Linked DNA regions of Triticum aestivum: region 2 is linked to region 1. The links are chromatin contacts, called in public Hi-C maps. All regions are on one chromosome and are shown on one strand. Each heading gives the region's core, a stretch centred on a gene start, on an enhancer-like site or on the middle of the called end of the contact. The rest is flanking DNA. Distances are from core to core; before and after follow the strand shown.

Evidence for each region. A called contact is a pair of places that touch in the nucleus more often than the background predicts.
Region 2: a Hi-C map of leaf shows a contact between it and region 1, with 4 times the contacts expected there. The contact joins the promoter of LOC123085100 here to the enhancer-like site in region 1. A contact is called at or near these places in 2 of 5 Hi-C or Micro-C datasets (both in leaf).

The regions. Positions count from the first base shown.
Region 1 is chr4A:55,934,553-55,940,847 of IWGSC CS RefSeq v2.1, reverse strand. No RefSeq gene overlaps it. Among protein-coding and RNA genes, the nearest start is that of LOC123085097, 55 kb to the right of the region's middle. Within about 2 kb of position 4,192, at least 2 of the 8 cell types and tissues checked have an H3K27ac peak or open chromatin away from gene starts, as enhancers often do. A contact at or near this core is called in leaf, where this site is marked.
Region 2 is chr4A:56,225,474-56,231,768 of IWGSC CS RefSeq v2.1, reverse strand. LOC123085100 (branched-chain-amino-acid aminotransferase 2, chloroplastic) reads right to left here and starts at 2,873. Exons shown (of 7, transcript XM_044506681.1): 1 at 2,553-2,873; 2 at 2,253-2,326; 3 at 1,721-2,081; 4 at 1,370-1,600; 5 at 1,069-1,281; 6 at 856-968; 7 at 439-749. The coding sequence starts at 2,645. The coding sequence ends at 635.

The DNA.
Region 1 (6,295 bases), core at 2,943-5,442:
TTCAGTTTCATAACCATGGAAAGGATCAGATTCAACCAGAGTAATTAACTCTGGATCGACATAGAATTCATAATCCTTATCATCAATAAAGATAAGTGAAGTAGCAAACTTAGGATCACACTTCATTCTAGCATTCAGAGATTTTTCTTTATACTTGTGTAATAATTTCTCTAGATCATCTCTATCATTGCAAGGAAGAATATCTCTAGTTGTTTCTTCACTCATAACATAACCTTCCGGTACCTTAGGCAATTCATATCTAGAAAGACTAGTTCTAGATGGTGTTTCAGGAGATTCAGTTTCAAGCTCATCATCAGATTCAATAACATCATGTTGTATAACTCTAGCAATTTGTTTATCAATAAATTCACCAAGTGGCACATCATCATTATCAAGCAAGGTACTAGCATCATCATAAGCATCATTTATAGTAGACGTATCATCAATAACTTGCAACATATCAGAATTAATAGCATGTGGTGGTGTTGCAAGTTTATTCATAATAGAAGGTGAATCTAAAGCAGAACTGGATGGCAGTTCCTTACCTCCCCTCGTCCTTGAGGAAAATATCTTAGTCTTAGGATCCTTTAGATTCTTATAGTGATAATATGATAATAATCCCAAGTGACTCAACAAATATAGCTATGCTCCCCGGCGACGGCGCCAGAAAAAGGTCTTGATAACCCACAAGTATAGGGGATCGTAACAGTTTTCAAGGGTAAAGTATTCAACCCAAATTTATAGATTCGACACAACGGGAGCCAAAGAATATTTGAAGGTATTAGCAGTTGAGTTGTCAATTCAACCACACTTGGAGATTAATTATACACAGCAAGTTGATTAGTAGCAAAGTAGTTTGATAGTTTTGATAGTAGTGATAGCAGCAATAGTAACAGTAACAGTGATAGCAGTAATTTTGTAGCAAGTGTAACAGTGATGATAGCAGCAGTAACTTAGCAGAAACAATAATGAAAAGTTAGTAGGCATTGGATCGATGACTTGTTGGATGATATTTATCATGTGATAGTTCTAACCTAGGGCGATTCGGTACTAGCTCCAGTTCATCGATATAATGTAGGCATGTATTCCGTAAATAGTGATACGTGCTTTATTAAAAGAATTTGCATGACATCTTTTGTCCTACCCTCCCGTGGCAGCGGGGTCCATATTGGAAACTAAGGGATATTAAGGCCTCCTTTTAATAGAGAACCGGAACAAAGCATTACCACATAGTGAATACATGAACTCCTCAAACTACGGTCATCACCAGGAGTGGGCCCGGTTGTTGTCACTCCGGGGTAGATATATTGGAGACATATCACTGCACCCAAAGACCGCTATCCAGCATGCATCTCCAACTATTAAGTTTATAGCGAACAGAGCATTACAATAAGCATAATGACATAATGAGGACAGTGAAACTATCATCCAAGTGTGATGAAAAACATAATTTTATCCTTAGTGGCAACAATACAATATGTGTCTTGTCCCTTTGTTTCATTAGGATATAGATCACCACAAGGTATGGACACACTATAATTAACAACCCCCTTTGAAGAACTACCATCAATATTCACCAAAGAAGACAAATAGATCAGAGACCATAGAAAGCTATTCAATTATACAACAAAGAAACTTTAAAAGATTCAATTGATTTCAGTGAACAATATTATCACAAGTGACAATTCATCATATCCCAACAAACACAATAGCGATTACATCCTATGGTTTTCAGTCATGTGAGGCGGTCCACAGGAACTTCATATTGAATCACAAATGAGGGAGGATGTCATGTATCTACTACTATGGACCCTAAGGTCCTAAAGGAACTACTCACACATGGTCAAGGAGGCAACAAGGTTCAAGAAGAAGCCTCAGGGTGATGGATTCCCCCTCCGACGGGGTGTCGGAACAGGCCTCCAAATTGGATCTTCGCACAACAGAAACTTGTGGCAGCGGAAACTATCGGATAAAATTGGCACGGATGGTTTCGCAAAATATGGGATGTACAGGCGGAAGAATGGATATAAGGCTTTTATAAACTTTGTACCAACTCGTCTGTCAGCTATTTTTTTCTTCCGTATGTAATTGATCACATGTGGTTCTTCTATATGGTTTGAAAGAAAACGAGGCAAACCATCAATCTTCTTATATTTGTTTTGGAAGATTTTACACATCCAAACCAATAGTATTTCAAAAAATTCACCAAATAGGTGTTGTCATGGTACAACTATGGCCGCTCTTGGGTGGGCTCTAAGAAATAATACTTTGAACAAGTACTTTAATTCCTGATTTGTCTTTCATCGACATATAATTTGGACTTGAATGATGGAAGCTAGCTCATTATTTCCTTAGTCTTGGTTACCCCATTAAACAGGATATTGGATAAATCATAATCAATAAAGTATAACAACGCACACCTCTAAACACGTTGATTCATAGCATAAGATCAAAATGTTTTGATGATGTCAAGAGAGGTCGGATTAGACCAAACCTAACATGGGAGGAGTCCGTAAAGAAAGACTGAAATATCACCAAAGAACTTATCATGGACAAAGTGCGTGTAAGTTAGCTATCCACGTGTTAGAATCATGACTAGATTTTTGAGATCTTATGATTTTTAACTTTAGCCTACTCAACTTGTTGTTGTAAACCAACATATGCACAACTCTCTAAGATCACAAGATGATGCCCTGCATGTTGCTGTGGGAACCTTGCTAAAGCAAATGCATCAAAGTTGCTATGAAAACATCTAAAACTAATGGGAAGCAAATGTAAGCTCAAAAGTAAAAAAAAAGTAAAATAAAATAAAATACAAAGAGTATAAAAATGAATTGCTATTAAAAAGGATGTCTAACAAAAATATGAATGGGTACTGCCTCATGTCCTTTTACTTTAGTTTAAGTCTCATCTCGGATACCAAGGAGAGCCAACCACACAAAAAAACTTCACTTTTACCACGCAATCATGTGCTCTACATCTGCAAATATCTCGCTGAGTTATAACTATAGGCATTTTGATTGGTTGTCATTCCGCATACCGCCCAGCCAACAGCCACTATATGCACACGAGCTTTCCATCTCCCTCCTAACTTAAAGGGACGAAACTAAACAAGAAGGGGCATAGATGGAAAGATTGGTTGTGGAGGCACGAAATATCGAGGGGAAATGGATTTTTTTAATACATGGAGTATTGAGGATCGGAGGGAGGATGCTGCAATCGTCCAACACATATATTGTTGATACAAATTCTAATGCAAAAAATAACTTATGACTAACATGTATGAATTGTTGATGTGGCGGCGTTGCATGCATAGAGTAGTGTAAAAACATGTATAATTTATGACTTGCATGCATGATTTACTTATGTGGCAAGATTGCATGTCTAGAAAAAACAGTCAGGTGTATTATAACTTGATCTATTTAGGGATAGAAGATTTTCTTAAAGCATCACTATCAACAACTAGAAAACCAAGATCCATCATTTTCATTTATTCCCAAAAAAAAGATCCTCTTAAAAGGAAAAGAAAAGAAGAAATAGAAAAGGGAAAAGGAGAAGAAGATAAAAGGGAGGGAGGGAAACGAAGAAAACAGAAACTGCCGGACGAAGCAAGCGATGTGTGTCGGCCTCCGAGTCGTCCGGTTGGCGTGGTGACACGTGGGACGGGGAGCAGATAGGGTGGCGCCCACGAATGATTTGCTATCCCGATGTGGGGGTGCCCGCGATTCCTTTGAAGGGATGGATGATGATGATATCGATTATGATTTGGTGCATGCAAGCGCACGTACGGGTGGATCGTCTGCGCCTCACAACTCTGCGTCTACCTCTGCGTCGTTTGTTCTTTATAAGTCCTGAGCTACGTGAGAAATTCCAAGGCATAGTGCCCCAAATTAGAGTCTCCGTATTCAGCCGTAACATACAATACGTATTGAGGCGGTAGCATTTTAGAGGCTAGAAGAAGAAATCACGTCCCTGGAGCCATGTTTGAAGAGGAACAATTCAGTCAGGACAGAGCTAACATAAACAACCACTCTCTCGTTTTTTCAGAATTGAAGGGGCCACACACACACACGGGCGCAAAAGCATTTCCTGTGGATGGATGCATCGAGTAGCTCTGATTGCACTAGGGCCCAAGACTCTGTAGTAATCATCATCATCGTCTCACCGGAACAAGGACGCTAAGCCCCATTTCAGAACAAGACGACCGTGCCATCTTTGTCACGGCAGAGAAGAATACTACCACAAAGCAAGTCGACGGAGTGGCCGTGGCATGATTGTGCTTGACTAATAACGGCACCCCGCCCCCTCCAACAACCGATGTTGGCCGCCTGCCTGCTGCAGTAGTGTAAACCTTCCCGTCGTGCCCTCCAAATCACCACACAGTCCCTATCCAAAATCATCTCCCATAATAATAGTTTCTGATGACGCTCTAGAACCAACCATAGATAGATAGCTTGGGCAGCAGGCAGCCTCCCTCCCTGCCGTCGACTAGTCGCGAGTTTCCTCTTCGCTGTGTGATCCCGTGGTGCCTGCACGCGTCATGGCGCACCGACTTTTCTCCTTTCTCGCACAGCCCTCCTCCATATATGGACGAATAATTATTCCCTGTCGGCCCAACTTGGCAAACGGGTCACTGTACGTGTGCAGTGCGTCTCATCCACTCCCCGGCTCCCGTGCGTCCCCATTGGCCGCGGCGCTGCCTTGCTCGCCCGTGTATGGCCATGATTTCCAGGGTGCTGCCGTGTGTGATTGTGTCTAGTTGTCACACGCACTATTGGCCAACTTTCGGGGGGAGAGACGTGGTTGGGGAGTTCTGACCTCAAAAAAAGAGTAGTAGGTCGATCGTCCGTCCTACTCACTCACTCGCACGCATCCACTTATTTAGGAACAGTTAACTGGCTGGTTTTAGCACTTTTATGCACTGTGTGGTGGTTTTCTTTATCTTTCACAGGCGATTTCATTTTCGCCCACTTGTGATTTAGTCGTGAACGTCCACTGTTCGTCATTTCCATAAAGTTTTCTGCACAATCAGCTAGAATAAAAAGGTGAAAATACTGGCACCATGTATTGCTCCAGTGTCATCGCATTTTCCTCGCGGAGAAAATGTGTTGCCACGTCTGCATAACAGGGACATGACACGCCTATTAGGCATTTCAATCGATATTATCTGCTCCCTCCGCTTCTAAATATAAGTTTTTTTTGTAGATTTCGATATGAACTAGATACGAATGTATCTAGACATATTTTAGAGTGTAGATTTATTCATTTTGCCTGTATGTAGTTCATATTGGAATCTCTAAAGAAACTTATATTTACAAATGAAGGAAGTAATTGCTACTCCTATCAAAATATAAGTTTTTTAGCACTGTTATAGTGCCAGAAAAAGCCTTATATTTTCATACGGAGCGAGTACATATCTATATTTCCTTTGCGTCTATGATTTGTACGTTGCATGTTGTTATTTTTTTCCAACGGGATATATACATGGCCTGTTATGAGTGGAAGTGGACTGGTGGCATTTGCTTTTGCTCTCATCCTCATCACTTACCTCACTCGGTTGACATTCGTTGGTGCGGAGAGAACATGGAATTTGGAATTGCTTCCGACTCACTTCATAGATTTTCCATTGATTTTTGTGAGAAAGCTATAACTTTTGTGCGCCCCTTTTTCCTCTCACTCGTCAGAAAGTTCTAGAACAAAAAATAATAATTAACTCCATTACTTGCGCCAGTTCCATCCATAGATATCATTAGCTGAGAGAGGATAGCAACTCATGGCCGCCAGCCCGCCACCCGTGCAACTTTTTAGCTTTAGCATAGAACGACGAGAAGATATAATACTCCTACATGATAAACAAAGTCAAAACAGCGATAACACAAGCTCTACAAGGAGTGTACTAAATGTGAGCACGAGAATTACATTTTTGTAGATGAAACACCGAGCTAAATTAAGGATAATAGTATAGCCAGCAACTGGTTGTATAAAACCAAGATTCAGCATTATTAATTACCCCTCTGTTAACAAATATAATATGTTCTGAATATTTTAACATAGACTATATACAGATTAAAATGAGTGAACAAACACACTAAAATGTGTCTACATACATTTGATTCCGAAAAAAAAGTTAGAACATCTTATATTTGTGAACGATGGAAGTACTCATAATAGAGTTGGCCATAAGATTGGCTATTAAAAGCAACTCCAACAGTTCCCCTAAAATTTAGGGGAAGTTGTCTAAGAACAACTTTTGTCACTTCCCCTAAAGTTCTCCCCTAAAAATGAAATTCTTATA
Region 2 (6,295 bases), core at 1,624-4,123, 290 kb before region 1:
TCTTTCTTTCTGTGCCCAAATTTGAACTTGCTAATGAAAACGGTCTGTTTGGCAAAAACGCAAGTGTCAAGCAGGATCAACATTAGCTTCTCTCTTTCTGTGCCCAAATTTGAACTTGATACGTACTCCCTTCATTCCGAATTACTTGTCGTAGGTATGTATGTATCTAGATGTATTTTAGTTCTAGATACATCCATTTCTACGACGAGTAATTTGAAACGAAGGGAGTATCTTCTAACACGAGATATCATCATCATTTTTTTTGAAACAAGGCAAAAGGCTTACCATTTTCGTTGAATAAGAAGAATCTTTTTAGGGTCTAGGCCAGGGGCCGAATTACAAGCCTCACTCTCAGCATAATATTACACAAAAATGTCACCCCACAGAGAAGCTTCCTTTTTAGTTCGAGCAACAAGAACACCCACGGGAACTGCGTTGTTACGGAACACACGTGCATTTCTCTCTTTCCATATTTTCCAAGAAATCAGTAGCATCAGAGAAACCATCACCCTTCGGGCCGAGACATCCCCGAGATATCATCACCATCACTATTATTATTCACATTGGCAAGACACATGATAAGAAATGCTGATGAATGCTTCCGGCGCCGCATGCGCCCACGCTGTTATCCTACTCAATCAACCGCGACCGTCCATCCCTTCTTGTCCTCCGCCAGGCCCATCTGGATCGACGTCAGAGCCGTGTAAAGCTTCTTCGACAACGTGTCCTCCCCGGTCCTGAACTCGTACCTGCACGCACGCCCAAAAATCAGTACACATCTCAGCACTGAATCGAACAGACATCTTGGATCTTTTTGCCCCGGCTCGACGGACGAATTGCATGAGATGGACTTACCTTGTCCCTTGGTAGGTGATGGTGGACACCGGGGTGACGCCGACGGCCGTTCCCGTGCAGAACACTTCGTCGGCACTGACGAGATCGTCGATGGAGACGAGGCGCTCTTCGACCTGAAGAAGACAACACACAACACAAGCTTCAGTCCGTTGTTATCGGCGCAGTTGGGTGGTGGACAGTCGTGGTGGACGTGGAGTGCATTGATCGATCGACCTGGTAGCCGCTGTCTCTGGCGAGCTCGATGATGCTCCGACGCGTGACCCCCGGCAGGATGGTCCCCTCCGTCGCCGGCGTCGCGACGGCGCCGCCCTTCACGACGAAGAGGTTGCAGGAGGAGGCCTCCTCCACGTACCTCTTGTGGACCGAGTCCAGGTACAGCACGTCCGCGAACCCCTTGCTCCTCGCGTCCATCTGCGCCTTGAGCACCTGACGATGGGATAAAAACACTGGCCGGTCAGTCACATTTTCTGGAAATTCACCCGAAGATGATATTTACCGGCTGAAAGATGTTTACCGGCGCGTAGTTGGAGATGGTCTTGACCCCGCCGGTGCCGCCCGGCATGGCGCGGTGGATCTCCTCCTCGACCAGCAGGTTTATCGCCGCCATGCCTTCCTTGAAATATGTGCCCACGGGCGCCGCGTAGATCATGAAGGTATACTCGGGCGCCGGCGCCAGCCCGAGGATCGCCCCGCTCCCGATGAGCAGCGGCCTGAGGTACAGCGCCCCCTTTCCCTGCGGCGGCACCTGAAACCAACGTAGGACAGCGGTGGTTGCGGTGCGGAGATCAGCCATGGAGGGCTCATGAGCATGGCGTGCACTCACGTGAATAAAAGGACACACCGATGGTCACCACGTTGTACGTACCCAGCGCCTGTTGGCGAGGACGGTCTGCTTGACGGCGTGCACGAACTGCTCGACGGACGGGGCCGGCATGCACATGCGCCCGGCGCCGTGCTGCATCCGCCGCGCGTTCTCCTCCGGCCGGAACAGCATGTACCCGGGCCCGTCCGCCCTCCGGTACGCCTTGAGCCCCTCGAACAGCCCCTGCCCGTAGTTGAGCACGCCGGAGGAGGGGCTGAGCTCGATGTTGCCGTAGCGGGCGAGCTCGCCGCGGGAGAAGCCGCCCTCCTCCTGCGAGCACCGCATGACGTACATGTAGTCGGTCGGGGTGAGCCCGAAGCCGAGGTTGTCCCAGTCGATGTCGCCGCCGCCCTCCTCGTCGGACCTGCAGCCAAGCCAAACCGCACACGGATGCCCCGGTGGCGACAGCTCAAGCGTTAAGTTTGAGTGTGACGAACGGCGCAAAATGTTAAAAGCCATTGGCGATCGATCAAACTGCAAACGAATCGAAACCAATCACGGAAAGGAACGATGAGCCTGCATGCCACTCACGCACCTGTCGACGGGGTCCAGCTGCGGCTGCGACGACTTCCACCGGGACGGGAGAAGAGAGCGGCCGCCGCCTCCGTCCTGCACACCGAGAAGGCGCCTACTGTGAGTTCCGATCGACCTCATCATCGTCCTCATGGAGGCAGGATGTGAGAGCATCGTGGACATGGATAAATCTTAGTAGACGGGAAAATGCTCTTCTTCTCTCGCAACGGAAACAAGAAGAGTAGAAGCGCCAGGCCCGGCGGCCATGCTTTGTAGACGGGGATCTCAACTGTAAAAGCACGAGAAGCGCGCGGGTACGCACCGTCCCGAGTAGAGCTCGGAGGCCGCCGCTGACCCCGCCGGCCGGGGCGCGGCCCCACGGGAGGAGGCGCCTCGCAGACGACAGCACAGCCATGCACGCACGTACGCCCGCGATCGCCAAAGCTGTTCAAGAACTCGACCCTTCACGGCGAGCAATGGTTCGCAAAGCTATACACAGCCCGCTACGAGAGCGCAGCGCCTATACCAGTGAGTTAAAATGGCAAAGTGTTCGTGAAGAGGTTTCTATATAGGTCGTGGAGAATTTGGCAAAGCGTTGGATCTGCCGTGCTGTATCCGACCCTTATAGAAGGCCACATGCATTGGTTTTTTATGGCGAGCTAACACATGCATTAGCAGGATACGGTAATGTTTGGCAAAGATATTTGGCGGATGTTTGACAAAGACTGTGCCCTGTTTCGGGACTCCTGTTACGGGGGATCCAGCGTGCGCCGAAGCTCTAGGAGCAGCAAACTTGCTTCTCCTGGATGGAGACAAAAACCATCGACGGAGATGGCAATTGACCCGTGGGCCCAGGCACTGAGTGGACCCCGCGAGGCAGTGACGGAGTACAGCCGCGCCTGGCACGGCACCTCCTGGGAACGAGGAAGTCGTAGTCGCGCTGCTCTGCCGCGTGTAAGGCGTGATGGCGTCTGCCGAGCTAATTTTTTCCCGAAAATACTTCCATTCTGTATTCATCTTTAATTATAGCATTAGAATGAACATCAGAAATAATAAAAGATACAGTCAAATCCATAGACCACCTAGCGGTAAATACAAGAATTGAAGTGAGCCGAAGGCGCGCTACTGTCACCGTCCCTCCCTTGTCGGTGCCGGACATAACTTGTTGTAGTAGATAGTCGAGAAGTCATCATGTCAAGGTCATATAGGACCAGCGCACCAGAACAGCAAACACCGCTGATGAAGAGAGATATAGATCGGAAGGATCCAACCTGAAGCCGCATGAACGTAGATGACCGAAGACCGGATCTGAGCAGATCCACCGAAGACAATCCCCGACCGAATTCTGTGAGATCCGCCAGAGACAGACATCCACACACCATCCGACCATGCTAGACGCACCACCGAGACGAGCGGGGAGAACCTTATTCCATCTTCAGAAAGCTGCCGTCGTCTCACCTTCCTGAGCAAGACACACAAAACCAAACAAAATTCAAAGAAACATATACAAACGGAGCCCTCCCACCGGCAAGTGCCGGGATTCACCATGCCCCATGGCCCTAGCAATTCTAGCATTGTTGTTATATCAGCCTGATTTTTCTAGTGGTATATCGGTGTGATTGATATCTTAACTTGTCGATATGGTAATTTTGGTAGGAACTGTTTTTAAGACTCTGACAAAGTCGTCATCCACGCAGCCCCGTCAATGGCGTAGGGAAGTTTTAGCACAACCTCTTAGTCCCCCGCGCAACCCCGTCAATGGCGTCGCCGTACGTACAACTGCCGCTTTCACCCCTGCGGATGCCGCACCCATTTGTCCACTGGGAAGAGCATCAATTAATGACCGTCGCCGCATTTCACACTTGTTTCCCACCCGCACGTGGCAAATCCCCATCCCTCGTTTCCCATCGAAACGCGCCCATTTGTGGGTATAAACCCCCATCAGAGCCCTTTGTCGATGCCACCATATTCACTCTCTTCCCCGATCCCTGGCGTCGGCACACTCATCCCATCGTCTCCCTTCGTCGGCCACTACCCCTCTTCTCTCTTCCACCATTCGGGTGTGGCCACGCCCTCCCCGTGGACCTTTCCCGGTGAGACCGAAGGGGACTGCGCCGAGAGAGAGAGAGAGAGAGAGAGAGAGAGATCTTGGAGAGGGCGTGAGACTTCTCTGAGTGGGTCGAGGACGAAGTGCGCCATAAGGCAGAATCAGTCGACGGCGGTGCTCGCCTACCCGCCGCCCTTGAGTACTTTTACCACATGTCGATGCCATCTGGCAGAAATGAACACCACTATTCAAGACTTTGGCCTTATCCTGTATCCAGGACACACATGCGTTCGTCGACCGCGTGGCCACGGAAGTCACGGTAGCTGAAGCCACCCCTGCCTGTGAAGTCACTTCAATGAGGAGGAAGAGCTCATAGTTTAGTAGAGAATCCTTGTAAATCCTTCTTGAAATCCATTTTGTAAATCCTAGTTGAAAACCTAGTTGAAATCGATATTGAAATCTAATACTAAAATACTTCCATCGTTGAGGTGGGGAATAAAATTGAACTGAGGTCTGAAACAAATGTGTTCTGAATATTGGATTTTTGGGAAGAACCATTGTAGTCAATGACATGTGAAACACACATGTAAGAAAAATATGTAGGCTGCCTTTTTGATGAATCTATGTTTGCATGTAGTCACCGCAGCATCCATATCCATATGGAGCACGATGGCCAATGGCGATCACAAATATAACGACTCTGCTAGAATGGCTTAACCATCTCCAAGAATGTCGGAAATGACTTTTGTACCATGTCATCTAAGGATCAAAACCAAGCTGATAACTTGCTCGACTCGACTCGTTAGAGATCGTTAAGATAACGAGTTAACTTGGATGGACTCACTAACATAATGACTTATATTTAAAACGGCTCGACTAATGTAACTCGCAGTTAGCTTGTTTAACAATGTATGTGTATTGCGATACAATTAATATTTTTTAAGAATATTTAACCTCGTAATATATACTTGTAGACATGAACTTTTTTTCATGAATCACAGCAATTAACAATTTGCATTAAACGAATAGTTGGTGCATTTCATAAATAACAACAATCAACAACAATATTGATACTTAATTATCTCATGTCTCTTCTCATTAATGAGCTTAACGAGTTACTACTAACTCGTTAGCTCAACTCGTTAAACTCATTCAGTTAATGATCTCAGATTAAACCCGGTTTAACTCTTAGTTATGTAGTTTGAGTCGAGTTGAGTCATGAGCTACTCATTTTTACAAGTTTTGAGTTTTAATCGAGCCCTAGTTGTATCAACCAGAACTCTCATATGAATTCTACAAATTTTCCAGGTAGGAGATTGGCACCACTACTTTCCCTGCAACAGTAGCCGGGTGAAGGTCGTTGAAGGTGTTCGAACTTGGTTGCATTTTGCTTCTTTCCTTTCCTTGATAAACAAATTCCGCGTCGGCACGGCCCCACGCACCTCTTTTGAGCTGGCGGTAGCAGCGAGTTCTATCTTGCTTATCTTCTTCGTTTCTTCGTCTCGATCGACAGCAAAGCCGTTGCTTATCTTGTTATCCTGCAGGCCATGACTTGGTGTCTTTATGCTACGACGTCTCTGGTGCTGGTAGGTGCATGCATGCAATGTATCAAAGCCTACGTGTCCCCACGCGCGCGTTCTCGAGTCGCTTCAACTGATCCGTTTGTGGTCATCCGTCCGTAATCAAGTGGATGGGATCAGCTGACTGTATTCACTATTCAGTATGTGCCCAAGTCACAAAATGCGCCACGAGACCTATGGAAATCCGTTGTTTGCACGCTGCTACCTCGTTGGCGTGCATAATCCGTTTCGTGGTTCGTTAGTGGGTTGTTATTTTTTTGAAGGTGGTTAATGGGTTCTTATAAGATCACCTAACAACAATACGAGTGCCCCGGTGCACAAAACAACCATATGTTTTTGTTCCGGAAAACCTTCCAATCTACAGTCATTAATTGTCCTTTTTTTCTGAGAGTATGTCAAAGGCATACCATATCTATATAGAAGAAGAGCAAAACATTT